Regions from separate parts of the Mus musculus genome. Here regions 1 and 3 are each linked to region 2. The links are chromatin contacts, called in public Hi-C and HiChIP or PLAC-seq maps. All regions are on one chromosome and are shown on one strand. The core of a region is the stretch at or near the end of the contact, and the rest is flanking DNA. Distances in the headings are between cores, read along the strand shown.

Evidence for each region. A called contact is a pair of places that touch in the nucleus more often than the background predicts. HiChIP or PLAC-seq counts read pairs in DNA pulled down with a chosen protein or histone mark.
Region 1: a BATF HiChIP or PLAC-seq map of CD8 T cells shows a contact between it and region 2, with 12 read pairs. The contact joins two enhancer-like sites. A contact is called at or near these places in 3 of 115 datasets of contacts at active chromatin or transcription factors (CD8 T cells, large pre-B cells and pro-B cells) and 1 of 9 other capture datasets (adipose tissue).
Region 3: a Hi-C map of the N1E-115 cell line shows a contact between it and region 2, with 3 times the contacts expected there. The contact joins two enhancer-like sites. A contact is called at or near these places in 1 of 484 Hi-C or Micro-C datasets (the N1E-115 cell line), 2 of 115 datasets of contacts at active chromatin or transcription factors (embryonic forebrain and embryonic stem cells) and 1 of 9 other capture datasets (embryonic stem cells).

What each region holds. Positions count from the first base shown.
Region 1 is chr17:52,123,135-52,127,206 of GRCm38.p6, forward strand. No RefSeq gene overlaps it. Among named protein-coding and RNA genes, the nearest start is that of Gm19585, 24 kb to the right of the region's middle. Within about 2 kb of position 2,412, at least 8 of the 459 cell types and tissues checked have an H3K27ac peak or open chromatin away from gene starts, as enhancers often do. A contact at or near this core is called in CD8 T cells, where this site is marked.
Region 2 is chr17:51,805,403-51,809,701 of GRCm38.p6, forward strand. Satb1 (special AT-rich sequence binding protein 1) reads right to left here. Exons shown (of 11, transcript NM_009122.2): 2 at 3,641-3,885. The coding sequence starts at 3,851. Among named protein-coding and RNA genes, the nearest start is that of Satb1, 25 kb to the right of the region's middle. Within about 2 kb of position 2,254, at least 37 of the 459 cell types and tissues checked have an H3K27ac peak or open chromatin away from gene starts, as enhancers often do. A contact at or near this core is called in CD8 T cells and the N1E-115 cell line, where this site is marked.
Region 3 is chr17:51,495,433-51,499,823 of GRCm38.p6, forward strand. It overlaps the pseudogene Gm46574. Among named protein-coding and RNA genes, the nearest start is that of Gm31143, 37 kb to the right of the region's middle. Within about 2 kb of position 3,004, at least 1 of the 459 cell types and tissues checked has an H3K27ac peak or open chromatin away from gene starts, as enhancers often do. A contact at or near this core is called in the N1E-115 cell line, where this site is marked.

The DNA of each region.
Region 1 (4,072 bases), core at 1,162-3,661, 320 kb after region 2:
AGTGCTTGCAGACACAAGCCTGATACAACTGTCTCCTCAGAGGTTCTGCTAGTGCCTGACAAATACACAGGTGGATCCTCTCAGCCAACCGTTGGACTGAGCACAGGGTTCCCAATGGAGGGGCTAGAGAAAGGATCCAAGAAAATGAAGGGGTCTGCAGCTCCACAGGAGGAACAACAATATGAACCAACCAGTACTCCCAGAGCTCCCAGGGATTAAACCACCAACCAAAGAGTACACATGGAGGTATCCATGGCTCTAGTGTCATATGTAGCAGAGGATGGCCTTGCTAGTCATCAATGGGAAGAGAAGCACTTGGTCCTGTGAAGGCTGTATGCCCTAGTGTAGGGAAATGTCATGGCCAGGAAGTGGGAGTAGGTGGGTTGATAAGCATGGGGTGGGGGGTGGGGGTAAGGAGATAATTATCTAATAACATTAAACCCTATAGCTAATCATGACTTAAGTCAGAAATTCTAGAAATCACATACATTCATATGCGTGAGTATTCGATTGCTTGTCCTGTCTTGTCTGTGTGGGACCATTGCATAGTAGATGATAGCAGTGCTCACATGGGAACACTGTGTGGTGGATCATAGTAGTGCACACACGAGAGCACTGCCTAATGGATGTTTGTAGTGTACACATTACATTTTTGAAGACTGAGCAAGAGGCTGCAAGCTTAACCTCTGGGTGACAGAGGCAGCAGAGTTTCAGGCAGTTTGTATTTGGGAAACAGCTTATATGAGCATGGTGCCTAAGAAGCATTTCATGGAAGGCCTCTGCTGACATACGGCTGGGACTAAGGGAACCTGGAAAGAGGTAGTAACAACCAAGGGACACGCAGCAGGATTGTGTCATCCTTGGAGCTCAAGAGATAAACAACATTAGTGGAACACCATAAGATGACCCATAGCTAAGAGCTCTGCTCCAGAAACTATGACCTTAAAAATGTAATGCAAAAAATGTGTGCTGTGCTGCAAGTCAAAGGATCACAGCTTCCTCTTTTGGCCTCAGTCCTTCAGCAGGGCCACTTCTTAGTAAAATTAATTTGTAATAAAAGGACAAAGTACTCAACTGGGTAGAAATTAGCCTCCTGGAACAGAAGAGAGGACAAGGGACTGGAGAGTGTACTGAAAGGGCACAGAATGTGAGTTCTGATCAACTTTGAAGTGTTGAGTCTTAGAGCAGGTAGAACATCTTGCCAAATACTAATCTTTTATAGCTGCATGTGTTGGCAAAGTACATGCCCCAAACATTTCCAGATTCACCAGTACTCCATTTTATATAGATCAAATCTCAATTTTTCTTTTGAGACAAGGTTTCACATAATGCAGGGTAGCCTTGAACTTACTGTACTGTTAAAACTAACCCTGAATTTCTGATCTTCCTGTCTCTACCTCTCAAGGGCTGGGGTTATACGTGTGCACTACCATGTGTGGTTTCAGATATGATAATTTTGTTGTAAAGGGTACAATACTGTTGAGAGTCAGTTTTGCTATATGTCTTAAAAGCACAAACATAGTGAAGTAAATTAATAGTTAAAATTGTTATAAGGCTGAGTAGTTTTAATATCTTCCATATTGTACCTAAAAGACTATAACTGACTTGTAAAGCATAAGAATTACAGTTATTTGTAACAAATTGCTATTGCAAGACTAAAATGTAACAAACAGGGCATTGAGCAATAGCTTAGTTGTTTAGAGCACTTGCTGTTCTTTAAGAAGACTTTAAGAAGCACTGGTATGGTGGCTCAAAGCTATCAGAAGGGCTTTGGAATTCAATTTATGCTCAGCATGCTCAAGGATTGAGTCAAAACTCAATTATCCATTGGGTCAATCACTGACTCATAGGAGTTGGGAGAACAGAATCCTAGGTTCTTTTCCCTGGGTGAGGTAACTTTGAGGTTATAGCCCACACAGGTTCTCAGCATCCTCCAGTAGAATCAAGCTCCTACCCACCCTGAGAAGTCTTATCCCATAACTTTCTACTGACTATCTGTCTTTTATCTCTTTATTCCCTTCCTCTTCTAGAACTTTCTAGAATCACCTCACTCTGAAGTACATGGACCCGTCTTTCGAATCCTGCTTCTGGGAAAAATGTAAATGAAGACAAAGATGCAGATGAGTTCTAGCCCATGTGTGTTTCCACGCATAGATACGAAACCCCAGCCTCAGCCTTTGCCTTTGAGTGACTTGTGGCTCTTTTATGTATTTCTAATGGCTGTTTACTGTCAGGGGCTGGAGGAGGGACACAAAGCATTTCCAGCATCCCTTATATACCTTGTGGTTGGTTCACAGCCCTCGGCAGCACGCATCCCTAGTCCCAAGATCTCCTGCTGACTTTGAGCTGCCGCTTGTGTAGGAGGGTGGTGAGTAGAGACTGCAGCTTCAAAGCTTCAGAGGTGCAATCATAGGGGAAATTCTGTGGTACGCCTTTTCACCCAGCTGACAGGAATCTAGATTCTCTGACATCTTCTTTGACATTTGTTTGCTTTCTCATGTTTGTAGCTCCAACATATCTTTTTTTTCACAGATTTGATTTTGTCTGTGAAATTTTTCCTGAAAACACTTTCATAGCTTGAGGATCCTCAACACCAGCACCCGGAATTGACTTTCATTCATAGAATTTGTCAGTCGCAGGAATCCTATTTTTTCTTTAATTTTATCTAAGAAAACAAGGTATGTGAGGTGGGAGATTTTCACCTGCTTTATTCCTGCCTATATTCATGGGAGGAATTCAGTTGATATTCATTGAAAAAACAAATCATTTAGATACCGAAGGCAGCATACATGTCTGTAAATGGCTAAGTCCACACATGGGGACCCTGAAAAGCTGCTGAGTCAGTTGTCTTTGTGGTGTATTTGCCTGAGTCATATTCTAGAGCACCAGGCTGTGCTAGGAGACAATGATCATTCTAGAAATAGAAAATCATTTGGACATCCTAATCTGACTATTGAATACGCAGAGCATGGTTTCTGCAGCCTATTAAATTGCTGATGATCTATAAAGACTATAGACTGACTTGGAATTTAGTGTGTTTTAGGACCCCAGAAATTTCAAAGTGCTCCAAACAAGTAAACACGGAATATCAAGTTGTATTTAGCCACTATATATCCTACATATTCTGCTTTGTTTCGTGGATTTGTTGGGTCTCATGGATAAGAGTCCTCCTGTTTATTTTTTTTTGCAGCTCAAGATTTTTCCTCTTGTATGTTGATAAATACCTTGTGGTTCCCTACAATATAACACCCGGTCTCTTAGTATTTTTGTTGCTATGATAAAATACTCTGAGCAAAAGCACCTGATGGAAGGAAAGGATTTGTTTGGCTTAAACTTCTGGGTCATAGTCCATCCCTGAGGGAATTCAAGACAGAAACTCATGCAGAGTTTGAAGTAGAAACCATAGAAGAATGGTGCTTACTGGCCTATTAACTTATGCTTAGGTAGCTTTTTTTTGTACAGCCCAAGGACACGTGCACTAGAAACAGAGCAGCCCACATCAGGATGGGTCCTCCTACATCAATTAATAACAAAGACAATCTCTCACAGACATGTGAATAGGCCAATCACATCTGAGCAATGCCCCAGCTGTGTCTCCATTCTTGTGACTCAAGGTTGTGTCATGTTGGGAGTTAAAGATTTTGGGATACTCACAATTGGACAGAAATAGACCACAGAAATCCACAGTGGAATTAAGTCTCTCCAAACCTTTATGCTGAATATTAAAAACTCAGGATGGAGAGATGGTTTTGCCATTAAAGACTAGGCTCACAATCCAAAATTCAGATAGTATCTTTATATTCTATGATAGTCTGAACATAGGAAAATATAGGTTGGTAAATTTCTGGGAGCTTACAAGAGCAGAATGGGAAGGAAAAAATCGACAAGAATAGCTCACAGGGGGCCCTAGGTTCAGCAAACTATTTTACACACTCCATCTTGATGTGGCCACATGGCAGTGATGCTTACTCCATTGAATTTACTTATAAAAGTAGAATTTTATTCTATGTAAATTATACCACAATGGAAAACAAACTGCCACCGAAGTAACTTTATGAGCATATTATAAACT
Region 2 (4,299 bases), core at 1,004-3,503:
AACCAACAATCTTCAGAAACAGTCTGGAGGGAGGAAGACCTAAGCTATGAAACTAAATCTTCACCACAGTGAGAGGAGCCACAGAGCTTCCCAGGCAGTCTGGGGGGAGACACAGGCACACAGACAAACATGCAGTCATTTACTGTTTAAAAGTTGCACAGGAAAGACTTTAACTTCCTTTACGGTGTACCTGCTCATAAGGTAACGTGGCCTCGCCATTCATTTTAATAGTGCATCTTCCAAAATCAGTGAACGCAGAATTACTTTTCTGATCGAACAGTAATGCTGACGAGAGACAGATAAGTGTCTGGTCTGATTTGCTTTAACTGCTACGCAAACAGAACCCACTGCAGTTGTCTTCGAAGAGCCCACCTTCTTCCTGCATACACACTTCTGTTAATAACAAGCTTTACCTGCTTGCGCCCAAATTATCTGACTAGACAATGATTTTTCTGCCTGGTTTTCAGCATTTCCTCTAACTGGTTCCACAAAAGAAACACAAAACGTAACCACATCGGTGCTCATAGGCACTGTTTGAATGTACAGAACAAACAAAACAGAATACTTCTATCTATGACTACCCATTTCATCTATCCAGGAAAAAGCCATTGACAGCAGCCATAAGTCTTTAACGTTAACAATTTCTGCTGCAGTTAAATATGGTAAAAATGACAGAGTGTGAAAGGAAAGCTGGCCTTCCTGCGATCCAGGAGAGGCAGGCTCTGCGTGGGGTCTGCTGCTTCTCTGTTGGCACCCAGTCCAAGAGCTCAGTGACACAGGCCACAGGACTGTTGGGAAGGAGATTTGGCCCAGAAGCCGGAGTCCACCTGCAGTGGCACTCAAGGTATTAATGCAGTACGCTGTCAGACTTCCAACAGTTCCAGAAAAGGGTTAAAAACAGATGCATCTGAGCAGTACTGTGGCACACTGCCAGGAGAGTATCATCTTTAGCATAAATGATGACAAGGGTTACTTTAACAGGGCACCCAGGATCCCCAATTAGTTCCACAGTATCCCTGCCTGCGTCGGCTCTATACTCTGGACTTGTACTGGACTGGCAGAACCCTAACTTCTGAGGGTGTCAGCTGCCCATCCCCTGCTCTGAGGATCGGCATGACATTTCCCTACTGCCTGAGAGGCCCTTTACAAATCCTCTATTTGCTGGTTTCTGCTGAACAAAAGCCGGCCATAAAACAGCTCCATCTTTCCACATGTGTGTCTTCACCTAAGCTCTGCGAAACCATTCACAGGAGACTCCAGCTCTGACAATTAAACCAACCCCTTTAGGTTTACTTAGAAAAGCTCACAAACTCGTTGGGAAGTACCAGCAGGCTAGGCATGAAACACAAGCCGCAGAGCTTGCCAATATTCTTGTCATTCATTCAGCTGTTTTATACCAGAGAGAGAACCCGTCAGGGATCAGAAGAGAACTTGGGGAGACCGCAGCAAAAATAGCAATATGCAAACTGGTGATTTCTTCCTTGGCTTGAAGGTATTTTGGCAAAATCTCTTAAACAAATAAAAACACCCAACCCCTTTTTCTTAGTGCTTTCTCAGCTTAGCCACAATTTTTATCTAGCACCTGTCAAACAGAAACCAAGCACATGAAAAATAAGATTAAAAAAAATAATAAAAAAACAAAACCTCCCAAAAGACTTCTGATTTTTTTTTTTTTTTGCTGTTTGTTTTGAGCGCAGACCCTCCTAGAATTAAAATGTATTTCTTAGATATGTAATTTTGAATGCAATGCATTTCTTAAAGCATTTGAGGAGTGAGATGACCACACTCTAGCTCTTAGCTCCTTCTCCTCACTACTGATGTCTGAGGAGTTGGGGTTTGCAAGCCAAAATCACGTATACTGCATTTTCCTCTCATGGAATCAGAGGTGTCAAATAGCTTTTCAGACCTCTGCTCTATGAAATAAGTGAAACCTTTTCAAACCACTGAAACAGCCTGGATTGACTCTGTGTTTAATTGATCGAATTTAAAGGTGCCTTATAGATAATAAAGGTGGCTGCGATACGGTAGCAACAGGATCATCTAATTACAAATCCGGTGCTAGATCGTCTTGAGAACTGTCACGGTTGCCCTCCTGTTACTAGGAGTAATGTTAAACAGGAGCCTTCGCTGGACTGCCTGATTATTCAAGCTGGTGTTTGGCCAGACTTCCAACTACTGCAACTTCATAGCCTTCCTGCATTAGACAGGGAGCACTGGTCACTGCTGCAAGCTAAAAATACCACATGATTTAAACCTGAAGGCAGTCTTAGAGGCTTTTGCTGGAGGTTCATGAGCCTGTGTAAACAGCACGGCAGCCATAAGGAGCAGGGAAGTCTGTAGAATCCTTGTCTAAAACTGTCCTGGCATTAAAGTTTGCTGTGCAAATATCACATAATACCAGAGACAGCTGAAATCTCCTATTTAGGAATTTATGGAACTTGTGTGTTTGCAGGCGTCAGAAAGTCTTTTTTTATAGAGCCTCAGCACTACACAGTACAATATTAATGCACTCTGTTTGAAAAGCCATAATAAATTATATTTTTAATGCTCTTACCCTGGCTTAAAGATGCATACATTCTTGGCAAACAATCAATAAATAGGGTAATCATGAGTAGAGGCCAAAGAATTTGCTGAAGGGCTGTTTTTCCATTTTTAATAGATAAAGATCTAACAATACGGAGTGCTGTGTCTGTTTATTTCAGGATCAATATATTCTTTGTTTTCGCCAAACCAAGGAAAAAAATAAATGATTGTATGATAAATATGATAAATGTTATGCATCAAACACAATGAAATTCCTCGGCCTCCTAACTTTCTCTGCTTAGTATTCGTGCTGAGTAAAAGATGGCATTATTATTCTTTGCTTAGCAAATGCAGAAAAAATCTGAGTCCTACATGTTATTCAATGACAAAATAAAGACCCCTGTGAGGCATACAGGGTATTCCACACAGGACCTGACTTGTAGGGACAGCAATGTCTAACACAGGCAAAGTTGTAAAAACTTCATCCATTTAATATTGGTAGAAAAATCACTTGTTTGTATTTTTCCCCTTTACAAACTTGCCTAAATCTTCCTTTCCCTTTACCAAAAATACTCAAAATTAAAAACCAGAATCAGCAAATTGTTTTTAAAAAACAAACTGTTAAATAATAACTTTGCTCTTCAGAAAAATAAAAAGCACAGTAAATTACATCAGAAATCTTTGTTCTCATGTCAGGTCCATGTCCTGAAAATCCCCTTACAGTTAGTAATCTCAGGAAAAACCTATGGTGATTCTCAGACAAGCTCAGTCTCTTACCCAGGATCAGCTCAAACAGCAGCTACCTGCACACCCATAACTGCAGCAGTGTCGCCAAATGGACCTTGTCTAGACGAAGACCATGACACTGAACTCAGACTTTTTACTCTCCAAATATACCAGGGCCTCCAGTCTTAGGAAGAGAGAGGCACCACTCAAAACCAGCACACATGCTTTCAGAACCTGACTGACACCACAGCCCACAATGCCATTTAATTTCCCATCAGAAAGACACCTAGAAAGAGAATATGCCCAGCATGTTCCAGCCCTACACCTCCACACAGGGTGGCCTTGGGCAGACATCAAGCAGCTTTGCAGGATTTGATTGGCGAGTATTTACCTTTCCTAAGGTTGGTTTTCATGAGATGGCCCGAGTGTTTTAAAGGCACTCCCTGCATCTTTCCACCTGTGCTCCCAAGCCTTCCTCTTCCTAGAGGGCTCCCGTTCTGCTCCAGGCGGGCAATCTTGGCGGGTGGACCCTTCGGATCACTCACATTGTTAGACATTTCTGAATGTTCTTTCCCCTGAGTTGCCTCGTTCAAATGATCCATACTCAGTCACTGTCTTACAGATCACCTGCCAGAACTGGAAAAGAAGACGTTATCAGTGGGTGGAGGTCTATAGTTATGCCTGCCCCATACACGTCTCATCCCTAGACATTTCCCTCCACAAACACATCTGTGCAACTATGTAATGATCTAAAAGGCTGTGCTTCTATATAAATCAACAGAAGATTATGGAATCTGTACCAATGTACATGAATTAAAAAGTGATTTCTCATCTAAAACTAGGAGGAAAATGGGCTTACTTTCAGAACAAGGGTAATCACAAGATAAAAAGAAAATAAAAAATTACACTCATGTACTCTCAGTTTTAAAATTAAAAATCCATGACAAACTGATTATAATACATTTAATAAAGGACAGAAGGATTACCAGTGAAAAGACGAAGCTCATTAGAGGCTTACATTCTAACATACATTTCAATCTATGTTATGGA
Region 3 (4,391 bases), core at 1,754-4,253, 310 kb before region 2:
CCTTTTGATAACAATAGATGCTCCCCCCCCCCCTTTTTTTTTGTTTGGATACAATCAGAACAGCAAGAATTGCTCAAATAATCTCTTTCCCTAACCCTAGAAATTCACTTTCTACTGTGGCACTGCTCAGGTGGCCCTTTCTGGATTTTGTTTGTTTGTTTTTGAGGTTGGAAATGTTAGGAAATATAATGAAGCAGTGGGAGGGTAAGGGGTACCTGGTAGATCCATGCTAAGGTGTCCCCTTAAGAAATAATACCATTCAGCAGGCCTGGTATAAGGGAGGTTTATTTGGAGGAGGGGAGAGAGTGAGGGGACCTGGAGAAGGGTTAGAGGCAGACAGACTGGAGCAGAACCATGAGGACAGAGAAGGACAGACAGAGAGAACAAGAACAAGATAGGCCTGCTGGGAAACACAGGGGAACAGAGAGAGAGAGTGGGGGGGGGGGGAGACAGAGACAGAGAGACAGACAGAGACAGCGAGACAGGGAGAGTTGAGGGTAGCAAGCATTCCTTTTTATATTCTGCCACATCTGGCTCAGCTGCTGTTAGGGCCTTGGGGATCACCCACCCCTAAGACAGCAGGAAGCAGATCTCCTAAAGTAACCTGTGAGGGAGTCTCTGCCCAAGGTACAGGAGGGAGGGCTGTAAAGAGGGGCAGGCACATCTATCTACAAAAGGGTCAGCAGTTCTTCTGCCCTCAGTGTCCCGTGACCTTGGCTCTTGGTGGATTAGGTCTGCTTCTCTTCCTTAATTCACCTGCCTTGGCTTTGAAGATCTTACCTTTACCTTTTGTAGACTTAACTAAAGTGTTTCATCAATGGAGGACATATGTCTTTCAAGCTGGGTTATTGTAATATTGAGGTGTAGGGAATAAGGACAACTATTGTGATTGTAAACGTCATAATCGTGTTAGAGTCACATTTGCCTTTGTTTTAGCCACTAGAAAGGATAAATGAAAACTTACACCATAGAAAAAAGATAGCTATTTTAATGGATAAAAACAATAATATAATTTAGGTCTCTATAATTCAGATGGGATTAATGAAAGAGCTGGTTTTAAAGACCAGATGGGTTTTTCTACTTATTAAACATATATTCACTGCAGTATGTCCTTAGATATTTCTTATAGTATCCTCTCCCCAGTCAGATACAGGAATAGATAGACTCTAGGGATATATTTCTAGGAGATCCTTCCAAATCCCCTTTATGTCCTAGGAACTAGAAATCTTATACCAGGGCAAGCCCGGACCATGTATGAAGGGAACAGTCTAGAATGTATATTTCAGTACCACACAGTCGAACTTCCTGCCTGCCTAATGCAAATGCATCCAGGGCAGCATCGAGATAAAAGTGCCTGCCACACGTTTGTGTCTTCACCTTTCAATTGGAATAAAATGATATGTATTTTACCTCGAATTGTTCGGTTAGAATTGTCAAACTCTAACCCCGGTTTCTTTGTGTTGAAGATAAATCTTCAGGATAGCATGGCCTCAGTGCTTTATCACCTGAAAAAGTCAGAGTGGGGTGGAGAATCCAAGTGGAAAAACAAGACAAACTTTGACTGTCATTGTCTGTGTGAATGACCAAGTTAAAAAAAAAAAAAAAACTTTTTGTATTAAGAAGAGAATGTTGCAAATAAGCTTTTTAATGGAATTCCAGTGCACATAGAACAGCTCAGAGTTGTGTCTGCTTGCATTTCTCTTCCCTGTCCATGTCTGGATGGTATGGAATCTGGCAAGGATAGACTGTATCATCAGTACCCAGCATGGCAACCTGCCTATCAAAGGTGCTGGGCCAGATCTATGAAAATGTATAGGACCTGAGGCCTTAGGAACACAGAGAGAAGCACCTAGGCCCAGTGTTAAAGCTGATGGTTTAAAATATCGACTCAAGTGAGATCGATACCATTCAAATGTGGGCTCATTGGCAATATTTTAAGGGGTCTGAGGACCGTTTGGGAGAATGTTTCTAAAAGGGTTCGGTGGGGTCTCACATAAATATAGCTTTGTAGTGACAGGGGACAAAGTGGGATCACCTGATAAACAGAGAGACAATATGAGGGGCTTTTACTATCTATTCACCTATTAGGAGTTATTGTGGCTTACCTGCCGACTGACAAATTTTTCCAAAGCTGTGGGTTATAAACTAAGAGCGCGGCACCATTTTTTCAAAAGCAGACTTCTGTGAGTCTCTGCAGCATTTCTCCATCAGAACTGGTTTGTCTTAAGTTTTAATGCCTTTAGATTTGTGGTCAAGATTTTTAAAAATCGAGGCATTTCACATATAAATCCATACTTCCAATTTCTCTTGGAGATCTGACAATACTGGGAGACCCCCTTCTGAGCCACTGGCTGTTGAGGTGTGGCCTCGAGCAGCAACAGCACTGCCACCTGGAAACCTATGAGCTCCTATAGGGCAGAGCCAAGAAATCTGTGCATTAACAAGCTCTCCAGGTAATTACACCTTCCCTCGGTCCTGGGGATTGAACCTACCACCACTTCTGTGTTAGATGTCTATTTTCAGCCATCTTATGTTATATGTGTGCATGTGTATACGTGTGTGCTATATGTACTTGTTAGTGTTGGTTTATAAATATGTGCACATGGAAGACTAAGTACTAAGTGTCTTTCCTCGGTCATTCTTTTGGAACTGGAGTTATAGGCAGTTGTGAGCCACCATGTGGGTGCTGGGAACCCAACCCAGGTCCTCTGTAAGAGTAGCAACTTAACCACTGAGCCATCTCTTCAGATATCTTTTCTTTTAAGATTTACTTATTTATTTTTTATGAGTATGTGTAAATGCCTATTGCTATCTCTGTATCTATATGCATGTACACATACATGCATGCAGATAGAGATAGAGGTAGAGGTAGAGGTAGAGGTAGAGGTAGAGGTAGATAGAATAATGTTTTTGCAGGTGCTGTTGGTGGCTAAGAGAAGGCATCAGATCCGCTGGAATTAGCAGCTGTAAGCTTATGGGTTCTGAGACCTGAATCCAGATCCCCTGGGAGAAAAGCAAGTTCTCTTAAGCACTAAGCAATCTCTCAAACCCCCTATCCACTTTTTTTTTTACGTTTTCATTTGAGACATTTAATGTAGTTGAACTCATTTTATAGCCCAGGTAAGGCTTTGAATATACGACCCTCTTGCCTTAGCCTCTTGAGTATCTGGGATTGCAGGCCTGTTCCAAGAGGCCTGGCTCTGCCTGGCGAGTCTCTGCCTTGTTTCATTTGAGAAGCAGCTGAGATTATAACCAGGCGGAGCTTGGTGGCATGCGTTGTATCCTTCCTAAGCTGGCCTGTGCATGTATCTAGTTCGTGAGCTTCTGGAGATTTGAATTCCCTCACCTCACCGCAGAAAGGATCACATAATTTCAAGGTACAAGATTTTTCCTGTCTCCAGTGCGGATCTGAGTTCTTAAAGATCTGAGGTCACTGGGAGAGCTTTAGGAACCCAGGATCATCCCCAGGCATATCAGATCTATTAGCTGCTGCCCATGTGGCAGTATGAGAAAACTCAATTAGTACAAACAGATAAGGGCATATTGAAGTCTTGGGAGAAAGAGAGGCCTGGTTTGAGTCCCTAATGCATACAAGTAAAATGGTTAGATAAAGCTTTATTTAATTACACTACAGGCGGGAAGAGAGTCACAAGGCATCTTGGAGCTTTTAAGTGTGTGTGTTTTAATCAATTTTTCAGAATGTCTGTATGGTTTCTGCCAGTTGCCTGGACAGTCATTAATTACTCAGCCTCACCCTAAAAATAAGCAAGTCTCCATCTCATTACGAGGGAACTTGCTACTAAGGCAGCCTCCATTTGTGGGCTAGGACTGTAAGTCTTCCCAGGTGTGAGCCCCACATAGCTGGTTAGCCTTCTTTTCAGTTTGCTTGCCCAGCTGCTACTCTTAGTAGGTGCGCTTGTCTATGACACATAGATCAGACTTAAATTTTACTTCCAGATTCTAGAGATAATGTTTAGCTTCCTAAAAGAATCATAAAGCGATATATATGAATTAGGGCTTATCAGACATTAATGTCTCTTGCCTTTCCTAGATCCAGGGCTGGTTAAGTGGGGTTCTATGGTCAATTTTAGACAATGGCTTGGATCTTAAATAGAAATCTGTGTGTCTTTAGGTCTGGGGCCATTAAGAGAAGACGAATCTCCATGCCTTTACTTTCTCTGCTTTGGTAACATTAGATAATATATTTGAAGTGATGGACTTGCAGACTAGAGGTCACTTGGTTCTTGTTATGATACCTGAGGTCAAGGACAGCCACCTAACACATGCCAGGCTCGGATGTGATTAAAATTTAAGCCTTTTGCAATCTTGACAAGCCAACTGTCATGACTCAGAGAATCTGGCCTGGCTCACTAACACTTAGGGGTTTCAGT